2 separate regions of the Anas platyrhynchos genome follow, and region 2 is linked to region 1. A link is a contact called in public Hi-C data. All regions are on one chromosome and are shown on one strand. The core of a region is the stretch at or near the end of the contact, and the rest is flanking DNA. Distances in the headings are between cores, read along the strand shown.

Region 1 (6,607 bases), core at 2,201-4,700:
AGATCTTTGACAACACCTCATGCTGGGTTATCAGACTCTTACAAGGAAATAAAAACAAAACACCGGAGCTACTCACATTGTCCAGCTGCCCCTGCATGAAGGCCACGTTTGCCATCTGGAAGAGACAGACGTTGCGCTGAAAGCTCCACCGCCGGGCCCAGCCTCACCACCACCTCTCGTCCTTCCACACACGGCTTCCCAGCACCACGCCGTGCCCGTGCCCTGCGACACGGCCCTGCCCCGAGCAGGACAGCACCGAGCAGCAGTTACCATGCTGTAGGTGTAGACGATGGCCCTCTTGTCGTCCGCCTGGTGCGCCAGGTGCAGGGCTTGGTGCAGAAACCTCTCGGCCTCCCCCAGCTCGCCCTTCATCGCGCTGAGCTGCGGTGGGACACAAAAAGAGAGATTTGGGGGGAAAACGAGAGAAATGGGGGTAATTTGTAGTGGGGGGGAACACCTCATGCCACCCTGTCCCCCCTCACCTTGGCTCTCTTCAGCAGCAGCACGATGGCGGCCTCGCCGTCCTCCTCGGCGTCCCTGGGGAAGAGCGAGAGGGCTGCGGGGCGAGGCTCAGCCCTCCCCCACCCCCCGCCGCCCCCTTCCCCTCCCCTCACCTCCAAGGAAGCCCAGAGCCGGGCCCGGCCGGGCCCACCCCAACCGCCACCGGGCGGCTCCCGGCCCCGTTCCCTGTCCCGTGCCTCCACCCCGCTCCTGCCGGGCCCCCGAGGGCCGGGCCCGTGCCCGGGGGAGCCCCGCGGGGCAGCGCCGCACGCCCAGGGCCCGCCGCAGCCCCGCCGCCAGCATCGCCCTCACCCCCCCCACAGCCACACGCTGGCCCTTTAAGAGCTCGCCCTCGCCACGTGACGCGGGGGGGGCCGCGTCACCTGTTGCCATGGCGACGAGGCAGATTCTAGGCCTAGAGAGGCTCGAGTAGGCCCCGCTAGGCCGCGAGGTCGCCGCCGCCTCAGCCCCAAACGGCCCCGAAGCGGCTCCCCCTGCCGGGACCGATCCCGGCTCTGCCGCCCCGCTGAACGGGCCCGGTCTGCGATGTCCGCCGTGACCTGAAGGGCTTCCCGCTGCCTCCCGCTCCCTGCAGGCCTGAGGCGGGTGCCCCGGGGATGGGCAGCACCCTGCCGGCTGTGGCGGAGGAGCTGCTGAAGGAGCTCAGGAGGGTGTTTCAGGAGACGGCGCACGGTACGTGACGGGGGCGGCTCCGTCCCTGAGGGCGGTGGTGTCAAAACCTCCAGGGAGCAGCAGGTGGGGGCTTCGCTGTCGTGAGGGGCAAGCTGGGGGGTCGCTTCCAGCTCCTCCGTTTCACAAATGGCATTAAATTACGGATAACAAGGAGCAGCCCCCTTCTCAAAGCCAGGCCCCTTCAAAACTGAGGCCAAGTTGGGCACTTTTGGGACTAGAGGCATTCTGCCTGCCTGTAGTGCAAGTGGCTGCATGTGAGGGGTGAGCATTTCCACACTTTTCTGTAGTTGTTTTGTTGTGCTGCTCCTTTTATAGAGCATTTTATGTTTTTAACCAGAGTTAAAAGGGAATTCTTTGTAAAAATGAACGTGTTTCATCACTGACCAGCAGAGGGTGTTGCGTTAGCCAGCCCGTGGCAGGGAGCTGCTTGCCCATTGCTGAGGTGGAGGCAGAAGCTAACAGTTAAACCCTGGCCAGTTCTAGCTGCTAGTTAAGAACGATGCCACTCATTGCCCTCTGGATTACTAACAGAGTTCTGTAATCTGTGCAACAATCTGTGTAAAAGAATATCGCTGTTTGTGCTTACTGGGTAAGAAGTGGAGAATGGTTTTTGCAGAGGAATTTGTGTAAGGAATATTTCTACCTGCAGTAAAACCAACCCAATAAACATCCAGAGGAGTCTGTTTGACTGCTGAATTTGAGTGGGACATGGACAAAGACTTAATATCTAAACTGGGTAACCACCTGGATAGCTTTTTGGCGTACTTGCAGTATGGCTCCTGTCAGGTTAGAGAAGATCCAAAATGTACATGTGACTTTTTAAAGAGCTTTATAAAGCTTATATACGCTTTATATAAAATTTATCCCTAAAGCACCAAAACAGTATGCTGGGACATAACTGAAAAGAAACTGATCAATCACTTCAGAGACCTAAATTAGAGGAAAGTTGGAAAAGTCAGACCAACGGTATAACAGTCATAGGGAATATTTTGAGTTTCTGGAACAAAGGCTTTTAAAGTCAGAAGACCTAATTTTCCAGTGGAATAACAAGGCACAGTACACTGTGTCCCATTAGTGATAACAGAAAGATCAGATTGGGTGATCAGAGCCTCAGCTGTCAGCTAAAACAAACAGACTACTTTTCCGAAGTGCAATTTTCCGTCTTAACAAGAAGTTCTAATAAATGAAGATTTTTTTTTTGCGTGCGTACTGTTTTAAAAGCCATAAACTAGTGGTGCCCTGAAAGACTGTGCTGGGAAAAGAACAACATTGTCGAAGTTTTGATGCCACAAAGTTCTCTACTCACGCCAAGAGAGTTTCAGGGAAACCAATATATGTATTTTTAACCAGCTTCTTAAAGAGGCAGAGCAAGATGTTGAAGCTGTGCGCTTGTAAAAGTAGGATATTGTAAAAGTTCGGGTATTTGGACTTCCATGTTTCTTTTTAAAATTAATCCCCGTGGTCTGAATGTATGTGTAATGTGTATTTAATTGCTGTACTTGATAAATGCATAAAGAACAAGGAGTCACACTGAAAGTGCAAGGGTTGTGGCCCTTGGAACAAGGGGGATTGATGATTTTCTTGAACAAGACTGAGGAAACTTTTGCTCCTGCATTAACTAGGAAGAACCCAGCTTTGGGCTGGGATCGGGTGCATGTTGGAGTGGAGATGGTGGAAAGGAGGGGGCTGGAGCCTGGTGGGGTGCATCAGGCCCGGTGAGGGGAGCGGCAGCGCTGCTGTGAAGAGGGCCCAGGCCCAGAACGGGACGTGGGAGGCTCAGGACTGGAACAGAGGGGCGGGCAGGATGGTGGGAACAGCAGGGCACTTGATTGTTTTCAATTCAATGTGGTTGACGCAGCAAGGAGCTAAGACTGACAATGACAGCGTTGCCTGACTCGATTCTGCGTGCCGTTGGGTTTTGTGGAACTTGAGCTGTTTGGCCTGGTGTGCTCAGCCAGAGCTCCAGACACAAGAGGTGGGGATGGCAAACTCCCAGCCACGGTCACATCTCCTGTCCCCTCACACTGTCCTAACTAAAATTTTCTACCATGGCAGATCATTTTGCTGCTCCTTGTTTCTTTTTGGTGACCAGAAGGGATGGGTAGAGTTTTGTTTGGCCTCTGGGGGTAGATTAGAATGATCCTACCCTCCCGAGGCTAGCCTGTGATGTTATTTTGTGCAGTGGGGGAGTTCAGCAAAATCACCCTTCATTTTCTTTTTGTTGCAGTCCCTGATGACCTGCTGCTGGGGTAAGTATCTTTTCCTTTGCTTCCTGTCCCAGTGTCCTGTTAAAGGGCAGTTGATAACTTGCTGTCATCGTAGTGCAGCTGGTTTTCTTCTGCCTTTGACCAGTGCATATTTCTCAGGCACAGTTTCTAACTAAGTGCGTGTGCTGGTAGTGGGAACGAAGGTTCTTGTCTGAAGGGTTTTTCCAAATTCATGAAATTATCTCTGTATCGCTGAATCTCCTGTGATGACTTGCACTAATTTGGGTGGATAAAACATGCAGAAACCCAGAATGTTTAACCTGAGCTCTGAGTCCGCCCTCTGATCCAGAATGAGTTTTCTGTGAGAGTGGACTGTGTTTCAGTGATTCATGGCACTGGAACGCTGCGCTCCGCTGCGTTTCTATCAGTGTGAGCACAACGGCATCCTGAGAGCCCTTCTTCTGCTTGAGTCATGCGTGTGTGCTAGAGAGGGAGAGCTGAATGTGTCTCTGTGCACCAACCAGGTAACGATTCCCTTGAATATTATCCTGAGTTTTCTTCCATTTAGTGTAATTGTCAGGTCAGCTTTATAACCTTTGCATTGACTGACACTCATGAATATGTCAGCAAAACACAAGAAGCTTCCTAAGAGATCCAAGTTCTGCAGTCCTCACAGAGTGGTGATGAAGGTAGAGAAAAGGCACCATTGCAGTGAGAAAGACTTTTTTTTCGGATTCATATTTAGCTTTGTGTCCTTGCCTGCCTGTAAATTAGCCAGGAGAGGAGATTACCAGGAACCCTTCAGGCCTTGATGGCTTTGGGTCTAAAGTAACCTAATACAACACTTGTGAAAGGTATGCTTGCTGACTCCTTCTTCTGGACCACAGTGGCCTTTCAAGGGTAGGATTATATTTGACAAGTCTCTTTTTTGCTCCCTTCTCCTGAAAAAAGAAAAAAGGAGAGAAAGTGCTTTGTTAAGTTTAGTAACACTTGGGTGGTAACTCTTGGCAGTTGGATTTCCACCAGTTCCCTGTGACCAAGGGCTCTGAAGTATTCTGATTTAATTTCTGAATCTCTTCCAAATATCTGAAGAACTTCAATTTCCTTTGGGCATTCCCCTTACTTATTTCCTGTTAGACTGATCAAATTATGTACATGAAAAAAGAATTCCCCAAATTTGAAAGAGTTACTGAAACTCATTAAACTCAGGCCTATTATAGTTCCAAATCTAATCATTAAGGAATGCCTTACGTTGAGTGTTCCCCCACCCACCTCCTTTCAGTCTGTCAGATGAAACCTATCCTTACTGCCTTGAGTTTGTGCAACTGAAGTTTTGGTCTTCCTGGAATAAATCTGTCTTCTTGGCTTGTTATCAATGAGATTGACTCAGCCGTGTAGGTCAGCCGTGCTGTTGAGACGCCAGGGCTCTGCCTTGGCTCTTTGTGTCTTCACTGGAGTTGGAAACTTTCCTCTGCTTTCTCCTGTTCTCCTGCTCATGTTTCGTGCTATCTTTTCATCACTGCTGATTTTCTTCTTGTTTACCCTTGCAACTAATCTAGACTACGCAGATTTTTCTCAGTGGATAAAAGGTCTGTAAAGATTAGCTCAGTTGCCTCTGAGCTCTTTGGAACTCATTCAGAGTGGCCGGATGTACAGGTCTAGAATAACTTTTAAGCTTATGAGCTGTCTGGACAATAGACTAAAGGTACAGCTCTCCAGGTCTGACGTATGGCTTATCATAAACCCTTACACGGCATCAGCAGGAGAGAAAATCCTCCTTGAATAGCACTAACTCTGCAGACAGGGAGTGTGTTGATGGAACCTGCTGTGCCCTCAGCAGTCGCAGCTCTTTACTTTTCCACTTGCTGGTGTAGAATTTTACAGCACCAAGCGCAGCAGCGGCCGGACCCCAACATGTGCCTCTGTGGTGCTGCCTTGCAGCACTGAGACGGAGGAGAGAGTTGTGCAGAGGCACGGTTGTTCTGGAAGCAAATGTGAACCTGAGAAATCTGGCTCACCTAGTCTCTTCCCCATCCCAGCAAGCTGCCGTCTGTAAGTGCCGTGCAGTGGTGTGTCCCGGCATGGTGATGTGTCCTGCTTGGAAGGGAAGGAAAGGGAAATTTTTTTAGGGAGCATGGAATGATGTAAGGCGTGTGCTGTTCCTGGGTGTGTATCAGGAATGAAGTCGTCCCTGGGCCTTGCTGGTAGATGAATTATAGACATGAAACTACTGCTATTGAGTGGCTCCACTTGCAGTGTAATGCCTTAAATATTTTCCAGACAGTCCTTAGCTTCCTATTGCTGCAATTTTGGGTAGAAAAAGAATAATTTGTAACTCAGTTGTGACTGTGATCAATGAGACATAATCACTTTAGAATGGCTCATTTGTTCTTCTGGGTGTAAACCAGTTTTCCAGGGATCGGGAGGGAGTCCTGTTGCTCAAGGAGTTATGTATCATCGGTGCTCTTTGCTCTGAGGCGTGATGTGTGGCTGTGACTGAAGGTGGGATTCAACTGATCAGTAGGTCCAGGGGAACTCAAACAGGACTGCCACGCCAGATATGCTGCCCCAGAATAACTCCTCACCTACATAGCTAACGCTGCCTCACAGCCACAGAGACTGACTGTAAAAATCTCACTTCTGTGTGTCTGATGCACTTTGTCTCATTTTCGTTCAGGACAGGAACCACTTCATGTCCTGTTTGTGCAGCAGGCAGCCAGAAATGTGTTTGAGTGCTGCAGAAGAATCACATAAGGTCCCATGTAAAAAAATAAAAATCCTTAAAATGCCTTGTAAATAAATCTGAGGTGGGTATTGCAAAGAGATGTGGGACTGCTTGGGAGCAGTTTGGGATTTTGGAAGTTCTCAGGAACACCCCAAACCACGTAGGTGCTCAGAATAGCCGTCAGAGGGAGGCTGTCCTTGAGGACAGAGTCCCTGAGAGAGGTTGTCATCTGGGGTTGTCTCAGAGAGCTGGGCAGGGACTGGCACTCACTCAGTGAAAGAAAAAGCTGAGAAAGCCAGGTGGACACATCGCTTGTTAGCATAGTGAATGGAGCAGTAACTGGTGGGATTTTGAGGTGCAAAGGGAATTTTTGGCTACAGGCCTCCTGTGGATTAAAGCTAAGCCAGGTGGTCTCCTTTTGTGACATGACCGAACTGGAGACACTTTCTCTTTCAGGCTGAAGTTCATATTTGGCCCAGCT
Region 2 (5,819 bases), core at 2,522-5,021, 54 kb after region 1:
TACAGCATGACTCCACAACACGCAGCCCCTGAACCCGCCTGCTTGCTGCATCAGCAGCCAAGGAACCGGCACCCTGGCTGGTGGGCCAAGCAGCAGCATCCTCCCTGATGTGGGAGCGTTGGCCCTATGTCCATGAGACCAAAGGGAACACGTTAGAACCTCATCAGCCTATCTGCTTTTGCACATCTTCGGGTGATACTTAATGTGTGCTGGATGTCATCCAGCCACCAAATGAATCAAAAAAACATGGGAAGAAGCAGGGGATAATACCATGGAGTAGGGCTCAAGAACAAAGACGATATGGTGGAAATACTATCCAGCGCACAACTGAAAAGGAATGTGAATTCCTGTGAGAAAAAGAAAGCCACAAATTCATAAACATAAAGCTAGTATTATTCCGAGTTTAAATTGAATAAAAAAGGGTAAAAAGCTTTATATTATATCTTCTGCCAAGCCACTAGATTACTTGACAAACAACAAATACTGACACAGCCTTTATTTTTCTCCCTAAGCTTTTGCATCCTTGCTACAAGAAGAATATAGTATCGTGCAGACGCTGCCATTTCTACAAGGTCTGATATACCAGTTTTATGCTTCTAGTAGCAAGAGCACTCAGAATTACATTTCATGACTTTCAGGTTAAGTTTGGAAGTAATTTGTTTCCAATTGCTGTCTCTCAGGGCTGGAATAGCCATAATAACTGGAACACTTCAGGGCAGATATTTTTCTTCTTTTTGAATAGTTTACTGAGGCACTACATAGGAAAGGCACTTTTATTAATAATATTCAGCAAAGACTAAGGCTCAAGTATTGCCGACAGCATCAGGAGATTTCATCAGAGCCCTAACACTAACAGTGTCTTAAGAAAAGGAAGCATGAAAAAACAATTCATAACTTTCCAGACAAATATTCAGAATGACTGAGGGTACAGATTTCAGTACTTTACTAATTCAGACTAAACAATATATGTTGGAGATTATTGCCCTAAAAATAGTTCCAATGCACTCCTAAGAATACTTCCTAATACTGCACAGTGTTCCTGGGACCTGCTACAGAGGTAAGTGACACCAAATACAACAGGGAAACAAAAGTCTCTTCTAGCTTTGCTCGTAGTTGCTAGAATATTTTAATGCAGAATAATGAAAAGGAATTATTGTCTCCAGGAGCTGCTTGTACATGTATGATGTGAGAGCTAGGTAGAGATCATGCTACCTAGTACTTACTGTGTGCTGTTGGGATTCCTCCAGATGGTGTCAAATCTCATCTGAGGCTGTGGAAACCAAGTTTCCTGTGGAAACCAAGACCACTGATACCAATTTGTCAGCCTTCTGCTGTCGGTGTCAGTGATAACGGGAAGCACTGCCTCCATCCATGAGAAGATGGACTCAGACTGTCATAGTCATAAAGCAATGGCTCGTCTGCACGGGTAGGGAATATATGATACAAAAATCTTTGGAGGTATAGCTACTATTTCCCCCTTGTCAGTTCTACAGCATTTCTCATCTCCTACTTCGCATTTCTTCCTCAAACAACCACACAGCCAGATTCAGTCTAAAAGATGGTGGTTCTTCAAGAAGTGGATCCCAAATGGGTCCTGTTAAACCAAGTGTAACTTGATAAAAGGAACAAACATGATGGTACGTTGGAAAAAAGACTCAGTCTCAAATTCTCTTTTCCTCTGTGCCATAGGATAGATGTGTAGTAGTTGGAAAAAAATGCAAAAACAGTTCTTTTAAGCAAGCCATCTTCATTAACATGGTAGCAATTCCATCTCATCTCTGAAGAGGGTATGCGGCAGAAATAATAATCCTAATTTTTAACGATCACGGGTTAAGTGCCTCTTGATGTTCCCTGTTTTCACAATACTTCTGTGGATAGCAATAGACTTAATCTAGAGAGGTTTGGCCCCTTGACAAATGGTCTCCACAGAGAGCAAAAAGAACCAGAGCACTTAAATGACACTACAGTCACTAATGATATGATTATGGAAGGTGATAATGCAACAAGAATGACTCTCAGCAGCTTCCAGGAGTTATGACTCATGGGAACAGAGCCTATTAGAAAAGAGGCACCAAATTTCTACTTCACACTGTTGCTATGATGTATAATCTTTTTAAATAGATGAGGAAAAAAAAACAAAAGACAACAGAGAAAAAGCTATTTTAACATAAATAACTTACTCTCAGCAGGCTTTGTGGTTTAAAGGACTTGTGGTAATTGAGCTGCAGAGCCACAAAAGCAGTTCTCAAGTCTGGTCACCTCACCACCCTACATTACATACCATGATGTCAACAAATTCAGAGAGGCAGGACGAACAGTCTATGCATGCTTAGCAAAAGAGATGTGGCAGTGTACATTTCTTATAGGCAACCACACTTCAGATTGAGTTGGGTTTATTTTGTTTGCTTGTTTGTTTTTCAAGCTGGAGATTTTCCTCAAGGAAGTATTGCAAAAAGCCACTAAGCCCAAAGCCTTATTTCACGGCAATTCTTTTTGATGCTGTGATTTTTTTGCACTTCCCCTGAACAGTTATTCAAAATTGATGCCCAAAATGCCAGAAAACATCGATCTAGGCATTGAAACCTGACAACTGAAATCATATGCTAGAACATACCATAGTTTGAGATCTCACTTCCATATTTTTCTTCCTCTAAGTCATTAAACTGAACTTCAGTTTATCAGTAACAGCTTTACCTCAATTCTCATACTTCCTTCTCCATTTTCTAAAATATTACTTTCTCCTTAGTGTTCATAACCTTTTGATATCAAGTCACTGTTTAAATAGGGATCTTAGAAATGACATAGCAGATTAGAGACACGTAGACGCTTTCATGTTTCCCCTCAGTTACTGTAAACTCATGCAATTTCTTTATTTAAAAAAACAAATCAAACCCTCCAGGCCAACATTCATTTCTGTTGCACTTCTCTCAACTCCCTCCAGTGTCCCTCTCTTGTTTTATGAGATTGCCTCCCAGGGAACACCACACTGAAGTAAAAAGCCAGGGAATGTTCCCCTGTAGTCAGTGTAAGGATATATGCCAGGAGCAGTAAATGTAAATTTCTATCTATAGCATAAGCCTTGCATGGATTAAAGCATTTGAAAAGTGTAGCCTTGTGCATTGGTCCCTAGGTCTTATCCCCAGATACTCTCCCAGGTCACTAATCCAGCTTTCCTCAGGGGATGTGGGACACAGGCAGTAGCTGCTACCGAGAGAATCAGTTATTCTAATCCGTTTTGTTCATATTGTTTAATGAAATCAGGTTTCTGCCTAATTTAAACAGAAAGGAATCCCCCTCCTCCTCTTCAGCTCACAGACAGACTTATATTAAACCTCCGAGGCAGCACACTGCGATACCGAAAATAAGAAGCTAGGCAGCCAAGCATCAAGTCTTATTTTCTCTCACTCCACTGCGTCACTGAGCTGAAAATAGTTTGCTTCCCAAACTACTTGTGGTTCTGAGCTTCATGTCAGAAGGAACATAGCAGTATGCTGGGATCTGCACAGATGATGCCTCACAGACGGGGTCTTATGTATGAAAAATAAGTGATGCGCGTCATCGGGGTTCTGCTTCCTGGAGCTCATTACTTCATTCCCACCAGTGCAGTGGCTAAGGCAGGAAGGAGGATGATGCTCTTTCCTCCATTCCAGCCCTCTGTACTCCAGAACGATAAAAATTCCCTGTGGAGCTCAATATCAGCCTTATCGTAAGGGTGCAAGGGTCAGGGGAAAGCTAGTTCACGAGGAATCCGTGAATGCACCACAGCGAGCACGATGGGAACAAGAATCTGGGGAAGACTGTCCAAGAGATAGTGCCTCTAAACAAAGCAATGAGGATAGAGAGGCGAGACTCTCACCATAAATCAAGACATTGTTTGTCCTTTGATACATCTGATTTTAATTTCTGCTCTGAGATCTTAACATTCTAGGCAATAACCCCCCCCACTCACACACACACCCCACAGGCTGAACTCCTCAGCTTCTCCTGGCCTACACAGTGTTTGTCAGTGCCAGGGCTGTACCTGCTCTTTTTGAAAACTGCTGAATGTTCATTCTGCTGCTTTAGACTAACGACAGAGGATGGCCTTCAACCGAACAAGAGCCTCAGCAGAGCAGGAACCAAAATGACAAAGTTTTTTTCTGAAATATCAGCTGGACAGTCATGTCAGTAGTAACAGCATTCCAGCAGCCATATATAAAGCAAAGATTTCTATTGTCCTCTGAGCCAGGGACATGCTTTCCTCCAGAGACTAATACTAAAAGGAAAAACAAATAGACCCGGGCTGCTTGCATACCTCCTGGGTGGCCTGCTATCCGATACACTGTTAGCTGCACTACTTGGGTTCAGGATAGAAAAACAAAACTCCTTCTCTTTTCTATCACAGAGGGAATACTTGTCACCAGTCTGGTACCTCCCGCATTAGGCAGGCCTTTATGTCTGCAAGCGGCACAGTAATTTCTAAAAGCAGTACCTTCAGTCCTACCTGGGTGTAATCAGACAAAGGTAACTACTACAGGCTGCCTCCCAGAGAACGCTTCCAACAGTGAACCCAGATGAGTCAGGCTATTTTAAAAGAAGTGGAGGAAGTTCCTACGTATGACATTTAAAACAAAAAAGGGCAGGAGAAAGTCTTACTCAGGGGTTGGGCTTTCTGGCCTAACAAAAATTAGACTTGGAAAAGTTGTATTTTGCCAATCATTTTCTGAGGACTGGATGGAAATGTGTCATGTGTCCCCACCCCTTCCCCTCTCCCCAAATAACTTCTAATCCAAAACCAGGAGAATTTTAGAAGATGAGATACAAGTAAATATAAATTCAACAGAGTTGAAGATGCAACTTCACAGGACAGCACTAGAGCCTTCTATGCAGTATCGCACAATTGGAGGCTAAAATCTAACCCTGGCTTTATTGCTTCTAAGGTGTGTCTAAAGGCAAGAGCTTTCTCTGGTACTTGTCCTTCTGTAAAGTTTGTGCAAGTCATTCATGTGCACATGAATGTGTGCTATGTGCTAAGAAACAACTCACACTTTCAGAGATGAGCTTATTTAAAGAGAAAGCTACTGTCTTTTCTTCCAAACTCCTGTGCCCTGCAGCTAATGCTTCATAAAGAGCTAGTTGTGAAGAAAAAAATATGTTATTATTTACTTTAAAAGATGGGCTCTGCTTTTATTAAAGACTTGCTCCAGGGTGCATATCATGTGGTGATAACTGCTTTTGTCTTCTGCTCTAAGTAACAAACAATATTATTCTTAAGAAAAAAAAAAATCTCAACATTATATCAAACTAAGACTATCCTGCACACCCAGCATATATCACAGGACGGACTGTTGCCTGTAACTGCCTTCTACAGCTCAGTTACAAGCAGAGTCCAAGGTCTAACGCAACTGTATACAAACACCAGCAAGAGCTTTATGAGCACAGCAATGGCCGTACAATAACTGGAGAAATTATTATGCCTGTTCAGCAGTGGAAAATCACTACATAAAGAAATCACAAGTTCTCAAGCAGTCAAAACTTGTTTTGTAAAATTCAGTGAAACTTCTGTAGATTAGAAAGAGCAGGGCCCTAAGTTGCAGTTTGGGCAAGGCCACACATAGAAATATTTATTTAGTTTTACAGAAATTACCAAAAAGAAAACACTCATAATAACACACAACCTATACAAAAATGTGAGTGTCATTTCAAAAATTGATACCAAATTGAAGCCACCGTTCATATACACTGTTTCTCACCATCAGTGACCTTTGATGCTGCAAATACTTCAGCTTTTGCATGTGAATTACTTATGACAATGTAATATTGGGGTCCACAGTGTTAAA

The links. Hi-C and Micro-C count contacts between places; a contact is called where the count stands out from the background.
Region 2: a contact with region 1 is called in a Hi-C map of F1 follicle, with 1.8 times the contacts expected there. The contact joins the enhancer-like site here to the promoter of ZSWIM7 in region 1. A contact is called at or near these places in 4 of 8 Hi-C or Micro-C datasets (F1 follicle, liver, skeletal muscle and 1 more).

What each region holds. Positions count from the first base shown.
Region 1 is chr20:4,244,034-4,250,640 of IASCAAS_PekinDuck_T2T, forward strand. It overlaps ZSWIM7 (zinc finger SWIM-type containing 7), which reads left to right and starts at 3,451. Exons shown (of 4, transcript XM_072026206.1): 1 at 3,451-3,925; 2 at 6,583-6,607. The coding sequence starts at 3,903. It overlaps TTC19 (tetratricopeptide repeat domain 19), which reads right to left and starts at 807. Exons shown (of 10, transcript XM_038166004.2): 1 at 615-807; 2 at 483-556; 3 at 271-381; 4 at 77-115. The coding sequence starts at 804.
Region 2 is chr20:4,297,405-4,303,223 of IASCAAS_PekinDuck_T2T, forward strand. All of the region lies in intron 13 of SPECC1 (sperm antigen with calponin homology and coiled-coil domains 1), which reads right to left. Among named protein-coding and RNA genes, the nearest start is that of ADORA2B, 25 kb to the left of the region's middle. Within about 2 kb of position 3,772, at least 2 of the 8 cell types and tissues checked have an H3K27ac peak or open chromatin away from gene starts, as enhancers often do. A contact at or near this core is called in F1 follicle, where this site is marked.